Regions from separate parts of the Mus musculus genome. Here region 2 is linked to region 1. A link is a contact called in public HiChIP or PLAC-seq data. All regions are on one chromosome and are shown on one strand. The core of a region is the stretch at or near the end of the contact, and the rest is flanking DNA. Distances in the headings are between cores, read along the strand shown.

Region 1 (5,879 bases), core at 2,120-4,619:
CTGATGCTGGAGGTGTCTGTGACTGCTCGGGCACCTGTGCCCTCCTGCCTGCGGAGGGGCCAAATTTACATCCTGCCCATCCAGGTCAATCCTGTCAACGATCCACCTCGCATCATCTTCCCCCACGGCAGCCTCATGGTGATCCTGGAACACACACAGAAGCCTCTGGGACCGGAGATTTTCCAGGCCTACGACCCGGACTCTGCCTGTGAGGGTCTCACCTTCCAGCTCCTTGGCGTCTCCTCTGGTGTCCCTGTGGAACACCGAGACCAGCCAGGAGAGCCAGCAACTGAGTTTTCCTGTCGGGAACTGGAGGTGGGCGACATAGTCTATGTCCACCGTGGTGGGCCTGCACAGGACCTAACATTCCGGGTCAGTGATGGGATGCAGGCCAGTGCTCCAGCGACACTGAAGGTAGTGGCCGTCCGGCCAGCCATACAGATCCTCCACAACACAGGGCTGCACCTGGCCCAGGGCTCTGCCGCAGCCATCTTGCCTGCCAACCTGTCAGTAGAAACGAACGCGGTGGGACAGGATGTGAGCGTGCTGTTCCGAGTCACTGGTACCTTGCAATTCGGGGAGCTGCAGAAGCAGGGGGCCGGAGGGGTCGAGGGCACCGAGTGGTGGGACACACTGGCCTTCCACCAGCGCGATGTGGAGCAAGGCCGAGTGAGGTACCTGAGCACTGACCCACAGCACCACACCCAAGACACAGTGGAGGACCTGATCTTAGAGGTGCAGGTGGGCCAGGAGACACTGAGCAATCTGTCTTTCCCAGTGACCATCCAGAGGGCCACAGTATGGATGCTGAGGCTTGAACCTCTGCATACACAGAACCCTCATCAGGAGACCCTCACCCCAGCCCACCTAGAGGCATCCCTGGAGGAAGAGGAGGAAGAGGGAAGCCCACAACCTCATACCTTCCACTATGAGTTGGTTCAGGCCCCCAGAAGAGGCAACCTCCTGCTTCAGGGTACAAGGCTGTCAGACGGCGAGAGCTTCAGCCAGAGTGACCTGCAGGCCGGTCGGGTGACCTACAGGGCCACAATGCGGACCTCTGAGGCAGCCGATGACTCCTTCCGTTTCCGGGTCACATCCCCACCCCATTTCTCCCCGCTCTACACATTCCCCATCCACATTGGTGGTGACCCAAATGCTCCCGTCCTCACTAACGTCCTTCTCATGGTCCCCGAGGGAGGGGAGGGCGTGCTGTCTGCCGACCACCTCTTCGTCAAGAGTCTCAACAGCGCCAGCTATCTCTATGAGGTGATGGAGCAGCCTCACCATGGCAAGTTGGCTTGGAGGGACCCAAAGGGGAAGTCCACCCCAGTGACATCCTTCACTAATGAGGACCTACTTCATGGCCGACTGGTCTACCAGCACGATGACTCTGAGACCATAGAGGATGATATCCCGTTTGTGGCCACACGCCAGGGAGAGGGCAGTGGTGACATGGCCTGGGAGGAGGTGCGTGGTGTCTTCCGAGTGGCCATCCAGCCTGTGAATGACCACGCCCCTGTGCAGACCATTAGCCGTGTCTTCCACGTGGCCCGGGGTGGACAGCGACTGCTGACTACAGATGATGTAGCCTTCAGCGATGCTGATTCAGGGTTCAGTGATGCGCAACTGGTGCTGACCCGCAAGGACCTCCTCTTTGGCAGCATTGTGGCTATGGAGGAGCCCACGAGGCCCATCTACCGGTTCACCCAAGAGGATCTCAGGAAGAAGCAAGTCCTGTTTGTGCACTCGGGGGCCGACCACGGCTGGCTCCAGCTGCAGGTGTCTGATGGGCAGCACCAGGCTACTGCCATGCTGGAGGTCCAAGCCTCAGAACCCTATCTTCACGTAGCCAATAGTTCTAGTCTCGTGGTTCCTCAAGGAGGCCAGGGCACCATTGACACTGCTGTGCTCCAGCTGGACACCAACCTGGACATACGAAGTGGAAATGAGGTCCACTACCATGTAACCGCTGGTCCTCAGTGGGGGCAGCTGCTCCGGGATGGCCAGTCAGTCACCTCCTTCTCCCAACGGGACTTGCTCGATGGGGCCATCCTCTACAGCCACAATGGCAGCCTCAGCCCCCAAGACACCCTGGCGTTTTCTGTGGCAGCAGGGCCAGTACACACTAACACCTTCCTACAAGTGACCATTGCCCTCGAGGGTCCCCTGGCCCCACTGCAACTGGTGCAGCACAAAAAGATCTACGTCTTCCAGGGGGAAGCGGCTGAGATCAGAAGGGACCAGCTAGAGGTAAGGCAGTGCACGAGGCCTGCCAAGCTGAGGGTACTTCCATGAGGGGGGCGTTCCTGTGGGGATGCAGGTCTTAGGAGTATTACAGCTTCAGTAGTCACCTGTATGTGTTGTAGTTCTGCATGTGTCTAGGAACATACACCTACCTGTTAAGTGTCACGCACCTCCAGAGATCACATATACATGTGTCCTTGCTATGGATAGCCGTGTAAAATCTGGGTTCCAGCCAGATCCACAGAATCTCTGAAGCAGAGACCAAGAGTGTATATCCTGTCACAGTCCCTATGAGGTTACCATGAGGGGTGACCTTTAGGAGCGCTGCCCCTCAGATCCACAGGTCCTTAGCTCTTTCCCTAGACTCCACAACAGAACTGTGAGGGCCTGTGATGGTGTCTGTTAACTCAGGGAGCTCACAGCGCAATGCTGACCAGCTGGCTCACTGCCTTACTGTGAAGGCCCAGTTTTGAGGCCCTTCCAGTTCTGAGTGTTTGGACTTTGAGAAAGACCATGACTAAACATGTCAGGAAGTGTCCACACCAGAGGAGGCAGCATATGAACCAAGCTTTGGTGGTGCACACCTTTAATCCCAGCACTCAGGAGGCAGAGGCAGGCAGAGCTCTTTGAATTCAAGGCCAACCTGGTCTATTAAGAGAGTTCCAGGCCAGACAAAAGAAGAGGTAGGAGAAGAGTGGAGAAAAGAGAAAAGTATGGAGTATGGACAGCAAAAAAAAGTAGCAGATGGCATTCCAAGCTAAAAGAATGGATTCTGGGGGCTAGAGAGATGGCTCAGTGGTTAAGGGCACTGACTGCTCTCCCAAGGGTCTTGAGTTCAAATCCCAGCGACCACATGCTGGCTCACAACCATCCGTAATGAAATCTGATGCCCTCTTCTGCTGTGTCTGAAGACAGCTGCGGTGTACTTACATATAAATCTTTAAAAAGTGTGTGTGTGGGGGGGGGTGTATTCTGCAAAGGCATAGAATCAGAAGTGCAGTGTAGTTTAAGAGTGGTGCTTAGACTTTTTTGTGTGGGTAGAGCAGGCATTGAAGGAGTACTCAGCCTCCTTTGGGGTGGACCAAATCAGCAAACTGCTTAAGACCTGGGAGCCTGTGCTGCTAGGTATGGTGAGAGCGCCCTCTTGTGGTATATAGTGTCAGCTATAGCAGATCCTGAGCAAAGCATTAGCCACACGTGGCGACCGAGCCTGTTCTGCCACCTGAGGTCCACAACAGCCTGTGACCCCGTTTGTCCCCATCGTCTCTGTTGACTAGGTGGTCCAGGAGGCAGTGCTGCCTGCCGACATCATGTTCTCGTTGAGAAGCCCCCCGAACGCCGGCTACCTGGTGATGGTGTCCCACGGCGCTTCAGCAGAGGAGCCGCCCAGCCTGGACCCTGTGCAGAGCTTCTCCCAGGAGGCAGTGAATTCAGGCCGGGTTCTCTACCTGCACTCTCGCCCTGGAGCCTGGAGTGATTCCTTCTCCCTGGATGTGGCCTCGGGCCTGGGTGATCCTCTTGAAGGCATCTCTGTGGAGCTGGAGGTGCTGCCCACAGTCATCCCCCTGGATGTTCAAAACTTCAGCGTTCCCGAGGGCGGCACCCGGACGCTGGCCCCTCCTCTGGTCCAGATCACTGGGCCTTACTTCCCCACGCTGCCAGGCCTTGTCCTGCAGGTGCTAGAGCCACCGCAGCACGGGGCCCTGCAGAAGGAGGATCATTCTCAAGATGGGAGCCTCAGCACCTTCTCCTGGAGAGAGGTACCGGAGACACCTGCGCCTCCTCGGCTCTAGTTACTGGCACTGCTTTATGCTTTAATTTCAGTCTTCCCCTGAGAAATGGAAACGTTGTTGTTTACACACACACACACACACACACACACACACACACACTTCTTTTTTTTTTAAGAATGTAATATATATCATTGCTCTATTCAGACACACCAGAAGAGGGCACCAGATCCCATTACACATGGTTATGAAACACCATGTGGTTGCAGGGAATTGAACTCAGGACCTCTGGAAGAGCAGTCAGTGCTCTTAACCACTGAGCCATCTCTCCACATACACACTTCTTACCTGTGGAAATGTGTTCTAAAGGGATCTGTCTCCTGTACCTAACAATGGGACGTTAAGGGTGCTGGTCCCAAGATCCCTGTTGAGTCTTGGGCTAGCTGAAGCCTGACAACCAATCCTGGGTCTCCTCATAGGTGGAAGAGCAGCTGATCCGCTACGTGCATGATGGAAGTGAGACACAGACAGACGCCTTTGTTCTGCTAGCTAATGCCTCAGAGATGGACCGCCAGAGCCAGCCCGTGGCCTTCACGATCACCATCCTTCCTGTTAATGACCAACCCCCTGTTCTCACCACAAACACAGGCCTGCAAGTGAGTTCACTCCTGAACCTATCCCATCTCTGGTCCCAGAAAGAGACTAGAGTCCCTTCTCTCTGGCTCAGTGTCATCCTCTGTGAAATGGGTTCACTACCACAAACTTGGAAGGAGAGATGTGATACAGTGCTGAAAACAAAACGCAGTTGTGAGGTTTTGTTACTGGGCAGTCTTGGTTTAGAAAGACCATCCTTGACCTTGCCTGTCCTTGGACCCACCTGTTCACAGAAAGGTTTTCCCTCATGTCTCAGGCCCAAAATACCTAAAGAAATGTATTATAAGTCCTGTATTGTGGGCTGCAGGTTGGGAGCTCGAGGGTCACAGCAAATAAAGATCACAACGAAGCTTCCCTATATATAGGCTGAGGGTCTAGATAACTAAGGGATGCCTAAGTTGGAAATGATGTGTGGTAAATTGGCCACTAGGTGGCAATATCCACCCATGTTAGCCCCCTGGAGTCCAACACTGGTTTTAACTTACTCTCGGACTCTGGGAGGGAGAAGCAGCTCCTGGGTTTTAGAAGGACGTTTTCTGAGATGAGGGCCTCGTACCCAGAATGGCCTCAGTGACTGGCCCTGTGCCACATGGAACAGGGCTCTGGAAGAAGACCTTGCCCTGCGTGGGTGGGTAGCCTATGGGGCCTCCCCTGCACTGCACGGGTGGATTCCTAGCCGATTCAGCTAGGAATCAGGAATCAGCTCTCCGCTCTCCGCCTCCCTCCCGAGCTTCAACTGGCAGGAGAGCCTATTTCTAAGTGTTCTGCGCTGGCCAACACCATTGCCTCTGTCCTGTGCCCACCCGCGCCAGATGGTATATGCCATGGCAGGAGGAAAGGGAAGGCCCCCCCACCAGGGAGACCCGGCAGCACCTTTGGTCAGGGACAGGGATCTCTGAAGTAAGGACCAAACAGGAACATTTCTAGGCAGGAGGTTGTGGTCTGGCTTTGAGGTACAATTAAGATCAGGGCTGGTGGAGAAGGAACCTGCGTGACAGAAAAGGAGAATGAGAAAGAAGGCTCAGAATGGCACAGGTGTCCATGACAGCCGGGCAGAGCAGGTTGGGGGCCTGGTGAAAGTCCAAGGGCCAGGAGGAAAGGGATGGAAAGGACACAATGTGGACAGGACTTTCACGGTCTGTGTCCCTAGATCTGGGAGGGGGCCATTGTGCCCATCCCTCCTGAGGCCCTCAGGGGAACAGACAATGATTCGGGCCCAGAAGACTTGGTCTACACCATCGAGCAGCCCAG
Region 2 (5,879 bases), core at 1,257-3,756, 630 kb after region 1:
GACTCGGGGAGGGATAAAAGGAAACATACAAGCAATCAAAGGGCCGGAGAGATGACTTAGCTGCTCTTGAAATGGACCAGAGTTCTGTTCCCAGCGCCCACCTGGCATCAGATCGCAACCATCTGCTTCCCCAGTCCTGGGGATCTGATGCCCTCTTTTGACATGTTGGGTGTGCATGTGGTACATATGTATAAGACAGACAAAACACTCCTACACATCAAATCATTTCTTGTTTTGTTTGGGTTTTGGGGCTTTTGGTTTGGTATAGTTTTTCAAGACAGGTTTTCTCTGTGTAGCCACGGCTGTCCTGGAACTCTCTCAGACTCAGAGATCTGCCTGCCTCTGCCTCCCAAGTGCTAGGATTAAAGGTGTGCACTGTCCACCCTCAAGCCCAGCAAAATAAAAAAACTTTATAAAGCTATAGTAGCAGAAAGGCAGTCAGAAGTTCCTTCAATGGGTGGGGGTGGGGATAACCATTCTTGGACTGAAAGTTCTGGAACTAGAAAGTTGTGATGATTACACCCATGGCTATAATAAACATCAACTGAGTCTGTATCTTTAAAAAGGCAAGTGTTACTTGTGAGTTAAATCATTCTAAACAAGCACTCCGCCCCTGAGCTACATCCCTGGCCTTTTAAAAAAATTATTATTAGATATTTTCTTCATTTACATTTTAAATGCTATCCCCAAAGTCCCCTATACCCTCCCCCCGCCCTGCTCCCCAACCCACCTACTCCCTCTTCTTGGCCCTGGCGTTCCCCTGTACTGGGGCATATGATCTTCGCAAGACCAAGGGCCTCTCCTCCCATTGATGGCCGACAAGGCCATCTTCTGCTACATATGCAGCTAGAGACATAGCTCTGAGGGTACTGGTTAGTTCATATTGTTGTTCCACATATAGGGTTGCAGACCCCTTTAGCTCCTTGGGTACTTTCTCAAGCTCCTTCATTAGGGACCCTGTATTCCATCCAATAGATGACTATGAGCATCCACTTCTGTATCTGCCAGGCACTGGCATAGCCTGGCCCTTTTGTAAAAAACAAACAAGCAACAACAAACCCACTTTCTTCCTTAAATTGTTTCTGTCACATATTTTGTTGTATCAATTTAAAAAGTAACTAAGAGCTGGTGAGCCAGCTCCTTTAATCCCAGCATTCAGGAGGCAGAAGCAGACAGGCCTCTGTGAGTTCAAGGCCTGGCAGGGCTACTATGAAACCTTAGTGTTCTATTGCTGTGAAGAGACCACAGCAACTCTTATAAAAGTAAGCATTTAACTGGGGCTGGCTTACAGTTTTAGAGATCAGTGTCCATTATCATCCAGGCAGAAAGCACGGCAGGAATGGTACTGGAGAAGTAGCTGAGAGTTCTACATTTGAAGGTAGCAGGAAGAGAGAGACTCTGAACCTTGCATGGGCTTTTGAAACCCCAAAGCCCACCCCCAATGACACACTTCTTCCAACAAGGCCACACCTTCTAATCCCTCTCAAATAGTGCCACTCTCTGATGACCAAGCATTCAAATATATGAGACTATGGGAGCCATTCTTATTCAATAACTACCACACCTTATAACCAAAAATAAAATTAAGATAACTAACATATGTCCCATAATTGGCTCAGAGAAGTCAAGATTAGGAAAGCCAATTCATGGATTCATACTCGTTTAATCAAGGTACATTTTTTTCATTTTTCGTTTACTTATTCATCCGTGCCTTCATTTCATTTGTAAAGTTTATTTACATGTATGTGTGTGAGTATATAGCACAGCACAATGTGGGTACTTGTGATGTCCAGAAGAGGGTGTCAGATTCCCTTGGAGCGGGAGTTACAGACAGTTGGGAGCCACCTGATGTGAAGTAAACGTGAGTCCTCTGAGAGCGCAGAAAGTTAATAAACTATTAACTACTGAGCCACAGAAAGCACTTTATCCACTAAACCGTCTATCTTCCTAGACCCTAAACAACGTAATTTTTGAGTCGGTTTCCTAATGGGTAAAAGTAAATAATTGGGCTTTAGTGGGTGGGGGAGGATCATGTGACCCAGGCTGTCCTTGAATCCCCTTTCCCCCTGCCTCCAAAATGTTGATTATTGTCTTGAGTCACTACTCCCAGTATGATTTTTTTTTTTTCTGAGACTCAGGTTGCATAAGAGAGCCTGAAATTCCTAATACTTAGCCTGTAGAGGGCTAGAATTATAGCATACACCAACGCGCGGGGGCAAAGCGGTTATTCTTATTATAGTTTGCCGTTATTATCGCTACAATTCCAAATTGTGATAGTCTCCTCTGTTGGCGATTCCAAATCCACATTGTCCATTGCTCACCCTGCCTTTCCTCCCACGCAGGAATGTTCACTACGGTCACCCGGGTCATCGGACCAGCTTTGGCGCGGCGCCGACGTGGTTTGTCCTCCACGGCCGCCGTAGCCGCCGGCGACCGCATGGCGCCCCACCCGCTTCCGTAGGCGCGAGCTCCGCAGTGGGCCGGCCTTATGCTCCGCCCAGCGTGCGTCGCTGCGTGAGTCCGGCCCCCGCGAACTGCTGTACCGCCCGCGAGCTCACACCGGCTTCTCGTCAGCCTCAGCCAGTGCGCTGTGGTCGCCGTCATGCTCGCCGCTGCCCTCCGTCGCTGTACCGCAGCCGCGGCTGCCCGAGGCCTCCTGCACCCCGCCTCGGCTCCCAGCCCCGCCGCCGGTAAGGTCCGCGCCCGCCACAGCCCTCGCTCGCGTGTCCTTGCTGTGACCTGGGCTCCCGCCGCCACTCGAGGGCAGGCTCCCTGGCGGCCTAGCCTTTGCCCTGCGAGCCGGCATTGGAGCCCGGTGACCGCAGTGCGTCCGCGGCCGTCTGGAGTCGTGTAGGAGACTCCTCCGGGCCTCCCTCCCCGCCACTTCCTGATGCCGAACCCGCGGCCAGTCAGGTGTGTGGACTTGCCGGGGTCGCCGAGGACGAGCTCAGCACTTCCTTTCAGTCTCTGGGCCGTGACCGTTCCCTGCGCTGACCCCGCAGCCACCTGACCGGGAGTGGCCCCCGCCGGCCTGCGGCATCTTGGCGAAGGTGACATTGAGCCTCCGGGCGCGCCGCCCGCCTCTGCGTTTCCTAGAACACAATTTGATTCCCCAGTGGGACACAATACCCTTTTAGCCCTGATCAGGCAATTCTCTGCTGGCATTTTTGTGTCACCTTCATAACTGGGTACGGCCACGTTTGAGGACTGTTGAGCCACATTTTAGCCCTGCGTTTCAAATAGATAATTTAAAGTGTGGTTTCTTGCGGCTTGTAAGAGAGCCTGAACATTGACAAATATTAATGGAAAGAATGATAACGTTTACAAGATTGGGTACCAAATACTGAGGAATACTGGGTGTACAAACATGGGAAAGCTTCGTGGATTCCCCTCCACCCGTTTAAAATGAGAAGCTTCAGTGCTGACTTATGAAGTATTATGTTTGGTTGCTTGTTTCCCCTTCTGTGTGATCAGGAGATTTTGTGTCCCATCACTGTCCACCCCCATTGCTGAGGGGGAACCAAGGGCCCTGCATTGCTAGATAATTGCTCTGCCACTTGGTGTGTTCTCAGACCCTCTCCACTTAGCACGGTACATCTATCTTACTTTTGGTTTTGTTTGGTTGTGGTATGTGTCAGCTGTGTAGCCTGGCTGTCCTGGAACTCTTTGTAAACCAGGCCGGCATCGGCCTAAAATAAATAGGAGTATTTTATTTTAGAAACAGGGCCTCTATAGCCCAGACTAGACTAGAACTCAGAATGGTACTAAAAGGGCTATCGAGGAACTTATTGCATTCCTCTTGCCTCCTAAGTGCAGGGATTAACCTTGGGAGCCACCACACCCGGCACAGGCATTATACTTTAATCACAGTAGTTGTGTGCTTGGATCCTGGTCTGAGATACATTAGTGTTTTATGAGATTTAGTTCATGTGTGTAGATATAAAAATAACTTAGCCAGGTACGTTGGGACCAACACTCACAGGGAGGTTTAAAAAAGAAAAAGAAAAAGGTGGATCTCTTTGTGTTCCAGTCTAGCCATGGCCTCACACACAAAGAAGGGCCTCAGACACTCCAAAATTGTTTCCTTGATTACTGGAACCTAAAGAATTTTTTTTTGGCTTCATTTAGTTTGTCTTTTGTAAGGCATTGTATTAACAACAAGAGAGTCGACTGTAGGGAGTTTAGGATTTTTTGGTGGGAAGAGGTTAGATAGCATCTTAGATAGTCAAGGGTGGACTCAAAAGTAGCTGTGTAGTCATGATCGTCCTCCTGCATCCACCTCTGGAATGCCTAGGACCACGGGTGTGTGCCACCACACTCAGCTTTGGAATGCATTTAGGAAACCTGGGGAGTGCAAGGGCTCATAGGTTAAGAGTACTTGTCATTGCAAAGGACCCAGGTTCGATTCCCAGCACCCTTTTCTGACTTCCTTATGCACCCCACAAGAAGTACATACACATAATGCAGGCAAAAATACATAAAAAGTAAAATCAAAAAGAGAAACCAAGTAGATGCTCATATTTTACAGAAGAAACTGATGCCTACCTTGGGAAACTGACCTTTTTGTTAGTGATGGAGCTATTTTCTCTTTCTCAGTTAAATTTGAGTTATCCTGCTGCTTTTTTGTGTCTTATTTGCTAAGGCAACAAATGCTTTTTTTTCTTTTCCCATATAGATAAATATCTCGAGATTTTTTTATTTCTGACTTTTGAGTTGGGGTACTGTCTGGAATTGACTGTGTGATTAATGCTAGCCTCAAATTTGTAGTAGCCCTTCTGCCTCTGCCTCCTGAGTCCTGGGATTATAGGTGTAACACCATACACACTTAGCTGAGATTATACGTGTACACACACATGGTTTCTCTGTGTACCCCTGGCTGTCCTGGAACTCACTCTGTAGACCAAGCTGGCTTCAAACTCATAGAGATCTGCCTGCCTCTGCCTCCCAAGAACTGGGATTAAAGGCATGGACCACCACCCAACTAAAATATTTTTAAAGGAAATTTTCTGCTTTTTCTTTTATTTCTCTTTTTTGGGGGAGAAGGAGCATTGAACTTTGGGAGTTTCTTATGAAACAGGGAAATTTTCTTCCTTTTTTTTCTTTTAAGGAAGTTCTGAAAAGGACTACAGTTTATTGTTATTTAAGTTCTTGTCTAGATTTCTCTTCCAGGCTTTCTATTCACCCCCTGGTGTGCAATTCAGAAACAAAGGCTTTTAGGTGATTCTCCTTTATACCTAAATACTTCCACAAGGGGGCAGTATTGGTTGTAAATAGTGTCTCTTTAGCTGTGTGACCTTGTATACTAATTGATCTTAAGCCTTTCTAAAGTTAAAATAATGTTTTTGGTAGCTCTGAAGTTTACATTTGATACTGCAACTCTTGCCTGGCGCAAAGGCTTAATATGGTCATGCCTTGCTAAATAATAAAATGGAGACTGCTAGGTACCTCTTGCACATTAATCAATTTTGTCACTGGATGTCTTATAGGCTATTCCATACCTAGGCTTTGAAGTCGGGTTCACGTGTCCTATATTTGGTTCATGGTTGGCAGAAAATTTCTAAACATACTTGGTTTATTGTGATGCACTTCATTTTTAGGTTGAGACTTGTTACTGGTATGAGATCGTTTTTGTAATGGACAGTGAAAAAGGCAAGCAGGGTGTGGTGGCACATGTGCCCTCAGTCCCAGTGCTTAAAACGTGGGCAGATTTTTGAGTTCCAGTCTAGCCTGGACTAACAGCACAGCCAAGGGAGATGTGGGGAGCAGGAGGAAGGAGAGGAGGAGGAGGAGGAGGAGGAAGCTGGACATGGTGGCTTACAGCTAGGGTGGCTGAAGAAGCCAGGAAGAAGAGCAGGTTAGTGTGGTGTACAGAGTTGAAA

The links. HiChIP or PLAC-seq counts read pairs in DNA pulled down with a chosen protein or histone mark.
Region 2: a contact with region 1 is called in an H3K27ac HiChIP or PLAC-seq map of trophoblast stem cells, with 4 times the contacts expected there. The contact joins the promoter of Cox5a here to the enhancer-like site in region 1. A contact is called at or near these places in 4 of 39 promoter capture datasets (the C10 cell line, embryonic stem cells, hippocampal neurons and 1 more), 1 of 15 datasets of contacts at CTCF or cohesin (large pre-B cells), 3 of 484 Hi-C or Micro-C datasets (the N1E-115 cell line, embryonic stem cells and uterus), 5 of 115 datasets of contacts at active chromatin or transcription factors (T-cell acute lymphoblastic leukemia, embryonic stem cells, extraembryonic endoderm stem cells and 2 more) and 1 of 9 other capture datasets (adipose tissue).

The regions. Positions count from the first base shown.
Region 1 is chr9:56,886,537-56,892,415 of GRCm38.p6, forward strand. It overlaps Cspg4 (chondroitin sulfate proteoglycan 4), which reads left to right. Exons shown (of 10, transcript NM_139001.2): 3 at 1-2,250; 4 at 3,522-4,004; 5 at 4,454-4,630; 6 at 5,779-5,879. Among named protein-coding and RNA genes, the nearest start is that of Cspg4, 24 kb to the left of the region's middle. Within about 2 kb of position 3,370, at least 16 of the 459 cell types and tissues checked have an H3K27ac peak or open chromatin away from gene starts, as enhancers often do. A contact at or near this core is called in hippocampal neurons and trophoblast stem cells, where this site is marked.
Region 2 is chr9:57,518,726-57,524,604 of GRCm38.p6, forward strand. Cox5a (cytochrome c oxidase subunit 5A) reads left to right here and starts at 2,507. Exons shown (of 5, transcript NM_007747.2): 1 at 2,507-2,690. The coding sequence starts at 2,603.